2 separate regions of the Mus musculus genome follow, and region 1 is linked to region 2. The links are chromatin contacts, called in public ChIA-PET maps. All regions are on one chromosome and are shown on one strand. Each heading gives the region's core, a stretch centred on a gene start, on an enhancer-like site or on the middle of the called end of the contact. The rest is flanking DNA. Distances are from core to core; before and after follow the strand shown. Region 1 has its middle 43 kb from the start of Gm46069. Region 2 has its middle 72 kb from the start of Gm33831.

Region 1 (5,364 bases), core at 2,752-5,251, 420 kb before region 2:
CCAGCTTAGTCTACAGAGCAAGATCCAGGACAGCCAGGGATACCAAGAGCAGTCTTGAGAAACCAAAACAACAAAAACCACCTCACAGAACGATAATAAAAGTGAATAACGTTTGTAGCTGGGCAGAGTGGAGTGTGACTGTGAACCTAGCTACTCGGGAGGCAGATGCAGGAGGATCCCTTGAGCCTAGGACATTCAAGGTCAGCCTGAGCAACATAGACCCCTATCTCAAAAACAATGCAGACAAAACAAACAAATGAGAAAAGCATTAATAGAATTTGTATCTACCAGCAATAGGCAAAGGATTATTGAATATCATCACCAAGAGTAAATATTTTAAACCCAACTATTGAAGAACAAACATAACAAAGACATGAAAAGCACCTACCCAGACAGAGGAAAATGTGGTCTAAACAGAACAAAGAGAATGCTGGGAAAACCAAACTGTTCTCCAAATTGATATTTAGGTCAGGCTTCTGTTGGGTGTGAGGAAGCTGAGAACTGATTCTTTTTGTTTCTTTTAAAGATTTATTTATTGTTATATGTAAGTACACTGTAGCTGTCTTCAGACACACCAAAAGAAGGCATCAGATCTCATTACAGGAAGCCACCATGTGGTTAGCCACCACATGTGATTGCTGGGATTTGAACTCAGAAGAGCAGTCAGTGCTCTTAACCGCTGCACCATCTCTCCAACCCCATCCCCCACCCCTGAGAACTGATTCTAAACGCTATCTGGAAATGCAAACGGACAAGAAAAGCCAGACAATATGGAAAACAAAGAAACCGGGACTCTTATAGTACTAACATCAAGATTCTATTTGCCTTCAGAAAGTAACATAGCACATAACCGGGACAGAAACAGACAAATGGCACTAACCGATAGTGACCAAAAAAAAAAAAGCAACGTGTATGTGACATTAGATCTTTGACAAAGGAACAGTTCTGATCAATAGGAAACAATAAGAGAATAAGAGTCTTTTTATTTAATGGTGCTAGGTCAATTGGATATCTATACACAAAAGTTGAAATTTGACCCATGTATTTGAAGCTATCTTTAAATGTGATGGTAATTCAATATATTCTATAAAAGTTATATCTTCCTGAGCCTGGTGTTAAATAAGACAAAGTAAGTATAGCAGTGGTTGGTCCTGAAAGGAAGCTGACCCTTAATTCCCTTCATAAATGTAATTTATTAAGAAAAGGAGCTTGGAGGTGAGATATCACAGGAGAGAAAATACTGTAATATATTTTACATTGTTTTATGGAGTCTTAAAGGGGAAGCGTCCCCTTAAAACCTGTAGAGGAATTTGAAAACAGAGTCACAAAGAGGCAGCTGGAGAGATGGCTCATCATGGTGAGAGCACTGACTGCTCTTCCAGAGGACCTGGGTTCAATTCCCAACACCCATACGGCAGCTCAAAACATCTGTAACAGATATACAGTAAGGCAAAAGATCAATGCACATAAGATTGAAAAACTAATACATTACTTGAAAAGAGTCAGAATGAGAAGCCAAGTGTGCGGGAACAGAGAAGCATCTTCAGAGAGATTCCCTAAAGGAACAGAGGCAATATTAGCCTCTAAGTTCGGGGGCTGGCAGGATGCTTCACGTCCTACGGGTTAGTTCTCTGTAGCGTATGAGACAGAGCATAGGGAAGATGCAGGTAGCATACATGAAGACATGTTAGAGTTACAGCCACAGATGCTTAACTCTGTCTCAGAGAGGGCTGAGAAGATTCATAGCTTGCTTGCTCTCTTCAAGGCTGTGGGGTCTGGCTTTTCAACCGCTTAAATGGGCAAGCCTGTGTTCTAACAATGGAGTAGTCAAAGATCAACTACACTGGACATAAATCAAATACTTCTTATGGATTGCCTCTACTGCCAATATCTTGTGGGGTGGAAGGCCCACTAACACTGTGGCAGAAGCCATTCACAAAACGTATAACTGACAATCGACAACCAGAATATGGAAAATACTGTCCACCCAGGAAGGACAGATACATCAATATGCAGAGGAGTAAAAGAGACAAAAAGACAGCAGCAAGAGAGTGTATCCAAATATCAAGCATGATCGTATACACGAGGGGTGTTCAGCCTCACCAACCCTTTCAGACATCAGGAACAGGCTGGGGGTTCTCTCCATTGGCCTGGGTAGTTTTGTGAGCACACTTACACGGTGGCAATTTATCAAGTTTTGTATTCGTAATTTGTGCCGTTCCTCTGTATTTCTATACTTCAACAAACATACTGTCTAGAAGTCCATTCGTCACTTGAGCTAACTTCATGTGGACTCGAGGGATGGATGGAAAGACTGAAGATGAATGTGCTTCATAAAGTCAGAGAGCCTGGAGCAACCCAGCCAGGTGTCACTGCCCAGCTTGGGAGACAACTGGAGATGCTAGGAGTCTCATTTCTTTTTCTGGCTTCCTTTGTGACAATATGCAGCAGCGTGGTAGAAATCCCTATTCTCGGGAGAGTCTTATCCCTTCTGGAGCCCACAGGAAGCTTGCCTGGAATCTCATCCGGCCTCCGGTTCTAACAGCTTTAATCTCCGGGCAGAGCAACACCAGGGGTATACTTTGTTCAGGGAGCATCAGGTGGGTTTCATTTTTAACAGGTTTGTTGATCTTGGCCCTAGCTCTCCAGTGTGGGTAGTGCTGGCTCTAGCCTCCTTAAGCATTGGACATGATTGAAAATCTAACCATACCTGGGGATTCCCCTAAGCGGGGAAGGCACTTTGGTATTTTCACAACAAAATTCTGCCTACTGATTGAGGGGTGGGGGTGGGGAAAGGGCACTGTGGTAGACCCCAGGGAGTTAAAACAACAGGGTTAGCATAATTGGTTTCTGGGCTCTTTGGGAAACACAATTGGGATTACCTATTAAATTCCCTGTATAACTTTTAAGAAGTCTTTTGGATTGTAAATGAAGCAGTTATCAATCTAGTTAGGCAACACAATAACAGGCTTTGGAAGTAAGACTCGGGACAAAGGATGTCATCAAAATGCAAATGGTTTCCCCTGGGTGTGTCCTTATGAAAGGTTTTCAGAAAGAGGGAAAATTGTTCTTTGAGGCTGTGGAAAACTGTCTTGATTATCAAGGCTGAGACAAAGAGGAGACAGGAAGGCTTAGCTGGTTTACTTGTTTTCAACTCACTTAGAAGGTTAGATGTTTAGTTAGTTACCCCTTAGGTAATTGTATTGGTCCCTGGAGGAGCTCATAGCTGGAGCCATCATCTCAGATCTTCTTATTTGAATGAACCCAATCTAAGTTTGAGCTCTGGTGATCCATGCCGGCTAACACAAAACAGGAAGATAAAGTCTGTGCTACCCAGATAATGTGTATTGGGCTGTAAAACCACTTCCTCTCCTCTTATATTTAAATTTATGATCTACCCCCCCCCCACACACACACACACAGAGAGCTAAAGAGGAATTTTGGGGCAGGGGGTAAAAATAAAACTTTGAAATTAATTAAAATAATGGAACAATAACCCCCCTTTCATCTTTCTTCAACGAACTTAGTCTCAGTATTTAATGCCCAAGAGGGTCACTTTAGAAGATGTACAAGGAGCCTGTTCTTAGCATCTTCAGATGCGACTGTAGTTGTGTTTTATAAACCGGCTGCATGAGGATGCTTGGCAGGCCCGACCAAGGTGTTCCCTGAACAACCAAACCATGCGAAGGGCCGAATATAAAAGGGAGTTTATTTGGGACCTGGAGAAGGGGAACAGAGAAGGACAGAAAGAGAGGAGAGAGGAAGAGGGGAAGATCGAGGACACGTGAGAAAAGAGAGAGATGGAGATTGCAGGGAGAGGGAGGAAAGGGGGAGGGGGAAAGGGGAAAGGAGGGAGGGAGAGAGAGAGGTGAGAGGAGAGAGAGAGGGAGAGGGAGAGGGAGAGAGAGGAAGAGAGGAAGAGGAAGAGAGGAAGAGGCTCTACCTGGCCATTGTTCGGTGACTGTTGGGCGGAGACTCCAGGAAATGCTAACGGTGCTAAGGTACTTGGAGGCGGTACATTATTACATTCTGGAGCAAGCTGACAGTTTCTCACACCGAGCCAAGTTGGTCACAGCAGGTTTGGTTTCAGAGAGTGTCAGACAGCGTGAACAGATGGACAGTCCCTTGAGACAAAGTGAGGGGCGTTCGAGTAGCTCAGAGACATGCGGCTCTTCAGGATGCCGATCCTGTATCAGCCCTTTCCTCTGCTTCAATCCCCCAGACACTGTTTAAAACTTGCTTGAGGAAGTCAGTTCATCTGGAACCCCGGTAGCAATCCTTCTAAGCTTAGTTGGAGTGCCAAAACTCTTCAAGAAAAAAAAATACATTTTTTGAAAACACAGAGTGGGTCATGAATTTGTAGCATTTGAGATCAGCACAGTGTTCTTATTCGGCTCTATACTGTTCTCTGAGTAGCAACTTTGCATGACAGCTTGGACTCTGACAAAGTCACTGATTAAAGGTATAAACACCCTTGGCAATAACAACCAGCCAAACATTCTTTACTCATCAAAAGCAAAACCAAAATGCATCAGAATCATGGAGAGCCTTTGGGGACAAAAGGGACTTGGTAAAGAACCCACACTGCTTTTTTTTTTTTTTCCTTATGGGTTAAGATTCAGACATGTCCCACCCACTTTACCTTTTGACATTTCATCTACAAAATTCACACTGAAGAACCAAAATAATTTGTCAGACCCAACCCCCTCACCCTGCCCCATAATGTTTTAAGTAAGTTTACAATATGACATGGGCTTCCTTCATCAATATCCTCCTGTGCAGACGTCTCATGGGAGCCAGGCAGAATGGAGTTGGTCTCTTCTGGTTTATGGTTTCGATCTGTGCAAATACACTTCTCTGCACCAATCCTTAGCTCTTCTGGGCATGGAGACCTAGTGAAGCATGGAAATTATAAAAAAGAAGACAAAAGCCGGACAGTGGAAGCACACACCTTTAATCCCAGCAGAGGAAGGCAGAGAGAGCCAAGAGGATCTCTGAGTTCGAGGCTATCCTGGTTCACAAAGTTCCAGGACAGCTAGGGCTACATAGAAAGATTCTGTCTTGAAAAACCAAAAATAAAGAAGAAAGAGGAGAAGATGAAGGAGGAGGAGAAGGAGAAGGAGGAGGAGGAGGAGGAAGAGGAAGAAGAGGAGGAGGAAGAAGAGGAGGAGGAGGAGGAGGAGGAGGAAGAGGCTCAACTGATTTATCATGATCGTATGTGCTTGGAATCTCAGCACCTAGAAGGAAGAGGCAAGGAGACTTTGAGTTAATCACTAACCTGGGTTACAACAACAACAACCAAAACAAAACAAACCACCTTGGTTCTGGTCTAATTCTATTACAAAATATTACGGAGAGATGGAA
Region 2 (4,819 bases), core at 853-3,352:
TCTGGTCTCTTTCCTGCCTCGCTGATGAACACCCAAAGCACCTACAAGAAGAAACACGCATATGAAAAAGATGTCTTCGTGATAATATGCATAGTATAGGTAGTTTGTTGCTTAAATGATTGACTGGAAAAGTCAATTCTGTCTGTGATAAAGCAAACGATAAGCTCCCCCTGACCTCTGAAATACTTTAAATTATCATGAAGATTACCTCATTCTTGTTTGAGAACTCATTAAGGGTTCACCGTACAATTTTCAGAAGAGCAGGTTTTCCTAAGTGGTAATAAAAGCCCTAGTCGATTCAGGAAGCGGGCTAAGCCAGAATGCTCCATCAGCTTATAAACTGCTTCCCCCAAAACATTCAGAACCAAGAGGTCAGGTCCGCAGAGCAGAGTTTCAAAACCATTTTTGAGAGACTGCCCGGCAGAACCTTCCCTTTCGCTAACACCCACGTGATTTGTTCAAGCTGAACTGCCTTGGCATTGTCCCTGTGAATCTGTAGAGATGACGATCGAAGAGCATGCATGGGCACCATTTATCACGTCCTCCGGTCAGTGAGCTCGCGCAGGTCAGGGAGGGCTGATTCCTTCACGTCCTCCCAGCCAAGTATAGCTCTCCACAGAGACGTCTATTAAAGGGGAGAATATGGATGGGATGCTGGCTTGATTTTCCATTTTAACTACTTTAAAGAATGTTCACAGCACATATTTAAAAGAATCAGTAGGCTAAAAGAACCAACTCCCCATGAGATATATTACACTGAAAAGATATAGAGAAAGGTTCAGACACACTCCTCATTTTTTAGTACTTAGCCTGGATGAGGCACCAGGCCCAGCTCAAACCCTGACCCCACAAACTCCCCCCACCGCATCATCACATAAAACACTTAGCCTAATTAATACTCTGGTATCCTTTGTCTCTGAAGTAGGCACGTTATTTAGGAGATTTATGTGGGCTGGAAATTCAAGCGAGGTCATAAAAGCATTTATACATTTATAATACATATAGATGCAGCCATGTGTGTGTGCCTGTACACGCATATACACAGACTTGTATTCATATTTACATAGGTATATGTCCCTCCCTCCCTCCCCTCCCTCTCTCTCTCTCTCTCTCTCTCTCTCTCTCTCTCTCTCTCTCTCTCTCTCTCTCTCTCTCTCTCTCTCTCTCTCTCTCTCTCTCTCTCCAGATGTTACTGCAGACAGAGAGCTCAAAGAATGCAGCGCTCCTCCTGGGACTTCACCATCTAACCTGATCTCACTCACAGAAACGCTTTTTCTCTTCTACCACTTTCAACTGCATCCTATCACTGGCTCTTGGAAGTCATATTGCCTTCGTGAGTGCTATGTGCCGGCATGTTGTGGAATTCTTTTTGGAAATTCTAGTAGGTGATGATCCCTTAAATTCTGCCTCCTCTTTCTTCTGAAAGCCTTCATTGTACATAGCATAGCATTAGAGTATACACATTATTGTTTTCTTAGCCTGTAGATCTTCAAGAGGCCGCCAGTCTTCCTCATGTTCTGCAATATGCCCTGCCCTGAAGAGCCTGTTCCTCCATTCTGTCACCGATTCTTCTGTAGTCGAGAATCCAAAACCTCACCTCTCACTTCTTCCAGGGCCCAACCTATTCCCCTTTGGCCATATCATTATGTAAGACAAGTATCATCTGGCTGCACCCCAGAAAACTCCTTCAAAACCTGTCAATATACAACTAACATGTATCTTCACTGTTTGTCGACACTACAGGGAAATGCCTGACATCACTAATATAAGGGAGCGAGCTGGAGAGATGGTGGTCAAGAGCACTGGCGACTCTTCCAGAGGCCCCAGGTTCAAGTCCCAGCACCTACATAATGGCTTCCAACTATCTGAAACTCCAGTTCTAGGGGATATGACATCCTATTCTGGCCTCTATGGGCTATACATGCATGTGGTACACTGACATACATGCAGGGAAAATATCCATAAATGAAAATAAAAGTAAAAGGTGTTAACTAATATATGAGAGGAAAGACTTATTTTGGATCAGTTTTTGAGGCTTATTGTAGCAGGGTGGGCAGGGCAGATCTGACCACATCCTGGCAGCAGGAAGCAGAGAATGTTGTGCTAGTGGGTTTCCTTCCCTCCCTTTTTGATCACCCTGAAACTATAGTTGAGTGGTGCCAACTACATCCAAAGCTCACTTTCTTCTGACATACAGGGCTCTTCTCTGCTGCTGTGAATGGTCCTCAGTCCAACCAGGTTGTCAAGCAAGACTAACTATTGCCTAGCCATGCATGGTACTACACATCTCTCATTTCAAGGCATCTCAAATTCAGGGCCAGCCTGTGCTACATAGGAAGACTCTGTCTCAATATCTTACATATAACTAAGAACAAGGTTAGCTATCATAGACATCTATTCTCATTTCTTCTTGAGTGGGATGGTAGATCATCTATTGATTTGCTCAAATGTTTGATAAATTAAATTCTCTTCCCATCTGGGAATTGATGTCATAAGCTAAGCCCACTTTCTTTCATATCACTAACTTCCATCACTCTCTCATATCCCACTTACCAAGGCCCCACTTTGACTTAAGTTCCTTTTCTGCTGTCCCAGCTCTCTAACACAAACCATCCAATGGTCTCAAAAGATCTGCCCACCCCACCTCCTTCCTTCCCTAGTTTCCATTCATTTAACTCATTACAATGGTTCATGCAACACTTTATCCTGGTGCATATAGTCACCTAACACTGAAGCTTCTGAATTAGATTTTAGTGTTTCCCAGCTGGAGTAGACCATGGCCAATAGTTTGTCCTTTAGTGTCTTCTGCATCAAACGCATGCTTCATGAACAGCACATGAGGGAGCTAGTCGTAACGATACAGCTTTACCAGCCCTGAGCATTTCCTGTGCATCTTGTTTCGGTCATTCTAGTCACATATTCTAGAATTATGCTGTGGTATCAGCTGGCCCTCCTCAAATGATCAATTGAGTTGACTAATTCACACTTACTTTCTTATTTCTTCTCAGGTGTCTTCTTTCTGAGGTTTCTATTAGAGACATTTGCTCATTCTTCTGTTGAATTTCTATCTTTTACATGGTGTTTGAGTTCTTTAGGTATTGAAGATTTGAGTCCTATATAAAATACAAATGATTGATAAGTGGATAGATATAAGTAGATATTTTATAGATAGGTAGATAGATGAAATATGGTTGATAAATTGATAGATGATGATGATTGATAGATGGATAGATAGAAGATAGATAGATAGATAGATAGATAGATAGATAGATAGATAGATAGACAGACAGATAGATAGATGAAAGATATATAGAAAGATAGAAGATAGGTAATAGATAGATGATAGACAGATAGATAGATGATAGGTAGATGATTGATAGATAGATAGATAGATAGATAGATAGATAGACAGATACACTGAATCTCTACCATCTTTCCTTCTCTCTTTCTCATGCTTTTGATGAACAGTTCTTAGTGCAGTACAATCATTTTCTTTTGTTCATTACATGTCCTTTTAAAGTAGCACTTAAAAAGAAAATCTTTGTCTACTCAAAGGTCAAGAAATGATCAACTGTATTCACAAGGCTTTATTCATTTACCTTTCAAATGAGATTGAGTTAGATCTGAAGTCAATTTGTGCCTACAATGGAAGGCAGGATATTAATTCATTGTGAATACCTATCACCCCGTTCAGCATCTGAAGTTCAGTTCATTTGTAATATTGTCAGAATTACTCAAGGAGATGTCACAGGAGAGTTAAGGCAAGGAGAAGCGAATTTAGGAGAGCTGTGTTACCATCACAAACCTTCCCTGAATAGATCCCCTCTGGGCACTGTTCACTGCTCCACAGGGGGTTCCTAACAGTTCCTCATCCCACCCTTCATCTTCAAACAGATACCAAAACCTCAGATTTTTATTTTTGTTGGACTATTATGGCAAAAGATGTTACATTTTTGGAAAACTGTAGCTCTTTTGCATTCTGACATGCATTTCTAGAAACTTAGGAAGCTTCCAAAGATAACAAACCCTTGTGAACCACAAAAAAAAAACTGGGCATGAAGCCTCCTTGTAAATAAGCCATGTTTATCAGAAGAAAGAACATGAAGTGTTATAAACAGAAAGGCAACCTGCCCCTCACTTCCCAGAGTTCCCTGTTAGGATGTGTCTGTTAAGAAAACACAATTAGTTCCCAAACAAAGAAGAAATGAGCCAGTCATGTGAGTTAGGCCTGCTTGCAGGCTAACCCACATTCAATCCCTATATGTCCAAGGAGAGACGGTATATAAATGATCTCTAGGACTGGAAGATTGAAAGGGAATGTGATAACATCTTAGCATTATTCCAGAGACAGTGGGAAACCTCACCCCAGCCTAATGAGAAGAGAGCAGTGGTCAGGTGAGTGACAGGGAAAGTCATGTTCTCAGTGTCCACAGAGGTTTTGGGAAAAGCAGTGGGTCCCTGGCCTAAGACAATGGCTTGAGGACTAGAATCAAGGATAACGCCTTTGCATCCTTAAAGTTGTCACTAGTGAAGGACACAGAAAGAAGCATCGCTACAAGTTCCCCAGCTTGTGGCCTGAGGAAGTGGTGGCTCTGGCCTCTAGGTGGATAACCTGGACTCAGATGACGGGGGGGGGGGGGGGGGGGAAGGTGAACAATATTTTCTCTCTCCATTGCCTCTCTGAAAAGTATAACTTTTTTTTCTAAGCCTACTTTTAAAAAAAGGAAAGAAAAGATTTATTTTATTTATATGAGTATACTGTAGCTGTCTTCAGACACACCAGAAGAGGGCATCAGATTCCATTGCAGATGGTTGCGAG

The links. ChIA-PET counts read pairs in DNA pulled down with a chosen protein or histone mark.
Region 1: an RNA polymerase II ChIA-PET map of memory CD8 T cells shows a contact between it and region 2, with 6 read pairs. The contact joins two enhancer-like sites. A contact is called at or near these places in 2 of 115 datasets of contacts at active chromatin or transcription factors (embryonic stem cells and memory CD8 T cells).

Annotation. Positions count from the first base shown.
Region 1 is chr8:34,730,493-34,735,856 of GRCm38.p6, reverse strand. No RefSeq gene overlaps it. Among named protein-coding and RNA genes, the nearest start is that of Gm46069, 43 kb to the right of the region's middle. Within about 2 kb of position 4,001, at least 45 of the 459 cell types and tissues checked have an H3K27ac peak or open chromatin away from gene starts, as enhancers often do. A contact at or near this core is called in memory CD8 T cells, where this site is marked.
Region 2 is chr8:34,312,709-34,317,527 of GRCm38.p6, reverse strand. No RefSeq gene overlaps it. Among named protein-coding and RNA genes, the nearest start is that of Gm33831, 72 kb to the left of the region's middle. Within about 2 kb of position 2,102, at least 12 of the 459 cell types and tissues checked have an H3K27ac peak or open chromatin away from gene starts, as enhancers often do. A contact at or near this core is called in memory CD8 T cells, where this site is marked.